Linked DNA regions of Sus scrofa: region 1 is linked to region 2. Evidence: chromatin contacts called from public Hi-C data. All regions are on one chromosome and are shown on one strand. The core of a region is the stretch at or near the end of the contact, and the rest is flanking DNA. Distances in the headings are between cores, read along the strand shown.

Region 1 (3,944 bases), core at 32-2,531, about 15 Mb after region 2:
GCAAAGTGAGTTCAATGTTAATCTAAGCTTTTTTTAGAAAGAACAATTTATGACTAAACATTATACTTGCTTAATAATATTTACTCTTCTAATTTCATTTTCTTTGCTACTGCATCTTAAACAACAATTTCACTTTTTTTATACAGCTCTTCCTGAGATCTCTATTTTTGACTGTCTTCCCTAAATTTTGGAAAGGCTCATAATAAAAATTTCCATAGGTTCTGTTTTAACTTTTCCATTCTTACTCATCTTTACTTTCCACGAGGCAATCCAATAACGAAAGCAATGTTAGTTAAAAATATTGTCTCTAAATGCCTGTCAAAGCTTGTAATTCAGCATATATTTTGGAGAGATGTGGGGTTGATACAGAGCAGGGCTTAGGTTTTTCTACTGCTGAAAAAATACTGGAGTTCTCTTGCTGCCCATGCCTTAAATTCCTCAGTATTTCTTGTTGCTCAACAACATATCTGGGAGCTTATATGTCTTCTTAAAAATAACAGACTTACTTGGGAAAATAAACAGGAAATGTTCGCTCACTTGTGATCATGTGTTAGTCCATTTTCCAAACTATTCTAGGCAAATAGAGGAAATTAGAGAAAATTCTTACCTCTTGAAGGACGTAAGACAATGCACATCACCAATAAAGCAAGCACGGCAGAGGTGGCAACTCCAAATACAATTTTTAACCATGTCTACATAAAATTTAAAAAATTAGGCATATAAGTAGTTTCTGCTAAAGAGTAGAAATGGCAAGACTTTGTTTACACCTAAATCCTATTTCTCGCTCCCCATAAAGCTTTTCATTGTCTTCCACTGATCTGGCTATAATTGCTGGAATTCTTCCAGCTCTGCAAGGACAAATGTTTCTACAATATATTTAGAACAATTTCCCCATCCCAACCCACTCCAGGAAGTACATATTTATGTACAAATCCTCACCTTCTAAACAATGATCGCACTCAATTCAGCCAGCCCCCATTCTTTAGCACTATCCGAGGCTTCATATACTAACCTTCATTTTTCCAGATGTTTTTGAAAGTTAGCTAATTCTGACTTCAGAGTGTGGGTCACCAGATCTGTGAAAACCGTTGAAAGAAAGTCTGTCTTCGTAGTTGGAAGCCGAAGCTAGGGCAAGTTTTTTTTCTTTCCCCGGACTTTTGAATACCGTGCCAAATTTCAAAAGATTTCTGTAAAATTAGAAACAGAGTTTTGGGGGTGTTCTTGGCCTTGAAATGAACTGTGAGTGGCTCAAGGGAGGTTTTATAGCCTCCTCATCCTTGTAAATTCTACACCAACATCTGCTTACGTTGACATACAGAGGTTTTTAAATTTTTTTTTTACAAGTTTAGGTTTATGTTTCATTTTCTCCTAGCAATCACGAACGGATCACATTGGCAAGTCTTTGGGTTTTGTATAACCTTTCTATTTACCACCAAGAGAAGAATTTAAAGCAGTAAGACTTCCAGGTGTGTACAATACACAAATATCTAAGTTTTAGCAGAGGGAGAAAATTAAAGCCATGTAAAATTTTGTGAGAAGAACACCACGTTACAGCAGTTTTTTCTTCTTCTGGGAGATTATGAGGTACTGCAGACAGAAATGTTTTTCTTTCAGCAAAATTTCTTTGTCCATATAGCACCATATGCACTTTCAGTAAATACAGAAGTTTAAAAATTCAACTGTCTAAACCCACGGCTGCTTTACTTTAAAGAAATAAAATGCCATCTGGTGAAATTTAGTATGGGTTAGGTGTGTATGCACAGGCCAGAAAGATGGAAAGATCAGTAAGAATAATTTACCAGCAGACCTTTGAAAGAATGAAAATGGCTTTGCAAAAGTGATATTTTTGCTTCCCTCTCAGAATATCTTCTGAGAGAGGAGAACAGTGAGTAATTATAAAGCCTTTAAAATAAATAAAAAGCTTTTGAAAATAGAGGTAAATCTTATGAACAATTTCATTTCGGCTAAATTTACATAAATCCAAAGCAATTGTTCAGCTTAACGTCAGTAAAATGGTTGTCCGAATTAACACACACACACACACACACACACACACAACACACACACACACACACACGCGCGCGCGCGCACGTGCGCACACGCTCCAGAGTACACAGATACACATACAGCAATTTCTTGGAGTTTTCTGGCTGGTTCAGTGCAATTCATTTGGATAGATTCTGTGATTCCCCATAAACATAATTATTAACCTACTGTGTTTCAGTTTTTCCAAGGATGGTTTTCTTTGAATATTTGCAATGATCTCAACCTAAGTAAAACAAACTTCATGGTGAGCTTTCACGGATTTTTCATGAAAAATAATGAGGAAATGATCTTGACATCTTTTGCTGTTTGCTTTAGTCAACTGGTCTGACTACCAAGGGAGGCTTTCTCTAGCAAAGAGCAGGACAGTGGCTTGTGAACTTCCTCTCAGACATTCTCCAGACATCCCTCCCTGAATTCCAGCCTTATGAAAATTCTGTTGAGGAAAATGAGTCATTAAGCACTTACTGGCAAAGAGATGTAGCCACCCTGGCTTGTAGAGGAGCCCCTCCCTCCCTTGCAGGTGATGGGGCAGCTCTTACAAACTGAAGCAGTCATTAAGAGAAACATCTAACTTATGCTATAGGCTTGTAGGCATCTCCATGCAATTGTGCAATCCTCAGATTCAAGATAAAGCCACCAGCTAGGTCCCAAACGAAAGGCTCCCGTGTGGGTTTTCTCGATGGATTACCTTCTTTGGAAAATCCACACAGCATGTTCTCAGAAGTTCTGTCTCAGCCTGCCAAAGCCCCAAAGTCCACAAGTACTTTTCAGTCAGTTATTTCCACGACTTTACAACCAGAAGAGAAATGGGCTGTAATAAATGTTAGGGTGTAATTAAAATGGTTAACATTGGCTTTAGTAATTAAAAACTCACTGACATGTGACTGGTCTGAATACCACTTAGGACTGCAGTCAAGTGTGGGTGAAAGGGTGTCCACAAGAAACTCATTTGACAGGATCTAAGGAGAAATGAGGGTGCTTTAAAGGGACAAATTTAAATCGAAACTTAGTGAAAAGGAAAATTATGTGGTTAAAACACATTGATTCAGTTTTGTTTGTTTTTTTCCTTGGATGATTGGGTGATTCAAACTGCAACTTCTGGAAAATTCTTACTGGTTTGAATGGTTTTAAGAAAAATGAGACTGACTACAGACATGTAATTGTTAAAAGTTTGTCTATCTGATTCCATGAGTTGGGGATATATCGCTTATAACAGAACTACACATGTTCATCCCTTTGAGATAATGTGTAAAAGTTCTAAATTTCATCCAAACAAGTATTTCCACCAAAAACTTAGGTTCTTTTTATATTATAACATCCTTACTGGCTTTTTCTCCTTTTCAAGTAGAAATGAAAATGCCTATGCTAACCCTTAATAAACATTAAGGAAAGTAACTACTATTTTTACTTTATACAGTTCATTGACATGTATATGTCAGCATATGGAAGTTCCCAGGCTAGGGGTGAAAGAATCAGAGCTGTAGCTGCTGGCCTACACCATAGCCACAGCATCGCAGGCTGCTTCCACCTACACCACAGCTCACGGCAACACTGGATCCTTAACACACTGTATGAGGCCAGGGATTGAACCCGTGTCCTCATGGATACCAGTCAGGTTCATTACCACTGAGCCACCATGGGAAATTCCAGTCAACAATTTTTCTGAGAAAACAGGTGTGAATAAGCTGCAATATGTGCCTTCAGGAAGATTACCTTCTACTACAAGTGTGGCAAGTAAGTTCTTACATACACATTTGTTCCTTTTCCCTTCCTGGAGCTCTCACGAGGATGAGCCTGAAGCTGGGTTTGTGCTGAGTGGAAAAGATCGCTGATTTATGCATGGACCCAGGAGGAGGACAGAAAGTAAATATGGCACATGTTTATAATCCTCATTCAAG
Region 2 (3,731 bases), core at 439-2,938:
GGCATCCCTCAGTGGGTTAAGGATCTGGCGTTGCTGTGCTGTGGTGTAGGCTGGCAGCTATAGCTCCGATTCGGCCCCTAGTCTGGGAACCTCCCTAAAAAGACCAAAAAAAAAGTAAAGATTTTAATGTTCTGAATAATGTGATTTAATGACATACATAATATGTGTATGTTAAACTTTATACACTACAGAAAATAGCAATGGGAACTTTATTAACACATTTTAGACTACCAAAAAAATGAATTCCCAAAAGCAAAATTGCACAGATCACATTTTCTGACTGTGCTGTTATTAAACTGGGAAATAAGAGTAAACAACTTCTAAATTGCTTAGGAATTATAAAGCCTGTTCCAAAATAACTGTTGACGTAAGAAATTAAAAATATAAATGCAAATTAATTTTGAAAATAATAATGAAAACATTAGATATAAAAACTCATAGGATGAGGCCAATGTATGGCCTCAGAGGCAGATTCATAGTCTTAAAAAGGTTTTCTTAATATGAAAAAAAATGAAAATAAACTAACCAACCCAAGAAGAATAATAGAATATAAACCTAAGAAAATTATAAGCTATAAAACAAAAATTAATTCTTAGGTAATAAAAATGGTAGATTATTTTTTTCTTCAGAACTTGAAATTCTTCAGATTTCAAAAAGGAAACAAAAATGGGAATAGAGGAACCAGAAACTAAAGTTGTAGATTTGATATAGTTACGTTTTTCACAAGATCATTATTTTTTTCAGTTTCAGTATGGCATTTTACCTTTGTCTCCTTCCTCTTTTTTTTTTTTTTTTTTTTTCCACACTTCTGGCATGTGGAAGTTTCCAGGCCAGGGATGGAAACTGAGCTGCAATTGCAATGTGTGCCACAGCTGCAGCAATGCTGGATCCCTAACCCACTGTGCCACAAGAGAAATTCCTACCTTTGTCCTTCCTATTTACTATTATAAACATCTATTTCCCCCCTACTGATTACAAACGTTCATTGTATGAAACTCTGAAGTTAAAGAAAAGCATAATGAAGAAAGTAAAAAATCACCTGTAATCCTGTAACTCTTTCTTAGAAATCACATTTTGCTTTTCTGTATTCTTTAACTATGTAAGCATGCATCCCTAAATATCTTTGGTTTTACTTGTTTTCGAACTGCATATAAATAGAAATTCTCAATATATATTCTTTTTTGCCTGACTCTGTTCCTTCCACATTGTGAAATTGATCTGCGTTGTTGCTGCGTGTAAGTGTAGTTCTGTTTTCACTGTTGTTAAATAAACCAGTAGGTGAATATACTATAATTCCTGTTGATGGATATTTGGATTATTTCCAGTACTATGATGAGTGTATAGCTATAAAGGCTAATATGGCTGCTATGAATAGTGTTGGTACGAAATTCTTACACTTGTCTCTTGGGTGTAAATTCCTAGGAGTACAATTGCTGGCTACCCTAATTCTTAAGTTTAAAATTTTGGAGGAATCAGGTCAATAAAGGAGAAAATGAGAAACAGATCAATTTATTTAGTCATTCGAGGCCTACTATGAGCAAATGGAGTATGCGCTGAATACACTTTTCATATTGCGACGCTGAACCCGGGTATTCATTTCCGCTTAAAACCCCCTCCCCAAACTCCCCCCCTTACCCTTCCCCAATGCCCCTCAGGTTGCCCCCTGCAGGGCCTCTGGCTCCGCCCACTGCGCAGGCGCAGTTGCGACTTCTTCCTGCACAGCCGCCTCCGCTTGCGCACGTGCTTGAGCAGCGCCGCCTTCCTGGGCAGACGTTCCCGAAGTTTCTGCAGGTGCAGGTGAAGAAGTTCTGTTTCGCCTAGAAAATTTAGGTTCTGAATATTGGACGAGCGAAAAAGAATACTCAAGGTTTGTGGGGAAAGTGGCGGGTGTGGCCAGTCGATATAGAAGCTAGCGAGGTTACAGGTTGAATTTAAAGGGGGAATGTTAATTATCATAAAGTTCAGGAATTCTTAATTTGGACTCAAATATAAGGCCTCCGAGGGGCGTGGAAAGTGAAATTTTACTTCTGAAAAAGTGAGAATTTAGGCGAAAATTAAATTTTAGCTTTCCTCAGATGAGCTTGTTCCCACGCACGCTCAACCTCAGGCCCGGCTCCTAGAGTCACTGAGGAACCGCGAGCCTCCGTTAACAGCTGAGGACGCTGAGACACCGGGAGGGAAAGCACCACAGGTTGGGCGTCTCGCCCCGGTTCATCCCCTGGATCCTCAGCTCCCAGTCGCCCGAAAGCAGAAGGGAGCGCACGGAACCGTCGCTTCCGCGGTAGGGAGCCTCGGGTGTCCAGTGTTCCATTCGCGTTCCTTCCGGGCGGGGGCTGCTGAGGGGCGGCTGTCTGGGGGCGGGGCCTGGGCCGCTCATGAGGGGCGTGGCTTCCACGGGTACCGCCCACCCGGGGCAGCGGTTTGGGCTCACTAGTGACCCGCCGCTTCGAAGCGCAGATCCTGGCCACACCGACCGAGTGACGGCTGATTTCGCGGCGCCATGAGGCGCTAAGCCCTCCGCCCCCCGGGGCGTCCGCGCGGCGCATCGCCACCAAGCAGAACCCGCGCTTGGATGATGCCCGCCGGCCCTGGCCGACCGCTGTCTCGCTGCAGGAGCGGGTGGACATGGGAGCGCTCGAGTAGGCAGGGCGGCTCGGGAGTGGGGCGTAGGGGGTGTTCGGGCTCCGATGAGGGGTTAGCATCCCCCGGCGGGCGGGCGGGCGGACCTAACGCGCCTGGGAATGCGGCCGCCGCGTGTCCCGGGTGCTTTGGCAGTTGTAAGGGCTGAATGGAGGGTTTGCGAGACTGCTTCGCCTTGGTGCTTCCAGATTCAACTCTTCGCACATCGTGAAACTTTTCGGGTCCCACGGTGGTGTGGGTGCAGAAAGTGTCCTGGCTGTCAGGTAGTTTAATATGCGCCACTTCCTAAGCCCACGCCTACTCAGATCTTATAAGGCAGTTTCTATACTTTGCATATTGTGGTTGAATTTACTACATTTATTTAGAATGCTCAGTTTGGGGTACCTGGCCGCTGTGGTGGCCGTGTGGAAAAAAAAACTATTTAATAATGATGTTATAGAAAATGTAAAGGCTGAGGTTATTTATTGGTAACTGCAAAGCTTTAAAAGATATCACAGTTCCCCTGAAGTTTTAAAAACTATGGCTTCCAAGTGCAGTGTGAAGCATCCCAACACCCTAAGTGCATTATTTGCCTTGGGAGGGGTGACAGATAAATAGGGGTCCAACTATTTCAAGGTATAAAATCCAAGAGACGCAAAGTGATAATTCGCTAATTTAAGGGTTTCAATTCCGTTTTGACAGTGTATTGTGTGTGTAGAGGGAACAGAAGTAGTAGAGGCTCTAAGAAAGTGTCATTGAGTTTACATTTAGAAAATGGCTAATTTTATTTATTAGGTATTCTAAAAAGGTTTCAGGGCGCTTCCATCGTGGCTCAGGGGAAACGAATCTGACTAGTGTTCATAAAGACGCAGGTTCAATCCCTGGCCTCGCTCAGTGGGTTAAGGATGATGCCTTGAGCTGTGGTGTAGGTCTTGGGCTCAGAACTGGCGTGGCTGTGGCGGTAGGCCGGTGGCTACTGCTCCAGTTGGACCCCTAGCTTGGGAACCTCCATAATGTCGCGGGTGCAGACGGAAAAAAAAAAATTTCTTTTCATTCAGAAGATACTGCTGATTGGAAAGGAGGGAACATTTTAACATCTGAGACCCAAGGGG

What was found. A called contact is a pair of places that touch in the nucleus more often than the background predicts.
Region 1: a contact with region 2 is called in a Hi-C map of subcutaneous adipose tissue, with 4 times the contacts expected there. The contact joins the promoter of FAP here to the promoter of TEX15 in region 2. A contact is called at or near these places in 2 of 47 Hi-C or Micro-C datasets (retroperitoneal adipose tissue and subcutaneous adipose tissue).

The regions. Positions count from the first base shown.
Region 1 is chr15:68,901,135-68,905,078 of Sscrofa11.1, forward strand. FAP (prolyl endopeptidase FAP) reads right to left here and starts at 1,282. Exons shown (of 26, transcript XM_005671884.3): 1 at 1,013-1,282; 2 at 608-692. The coding sequence starts at 1,018.
Region 2 is chr15:54,208,451-54,212,181 of Sscrofa11.1, forward strand. It overlaps TEX15 (testis-expressed protein 15), which reads left to right and starts at 1,689. Exons shown (of 14, transcript XM_005671810.3): 1 at 1,689-1,867.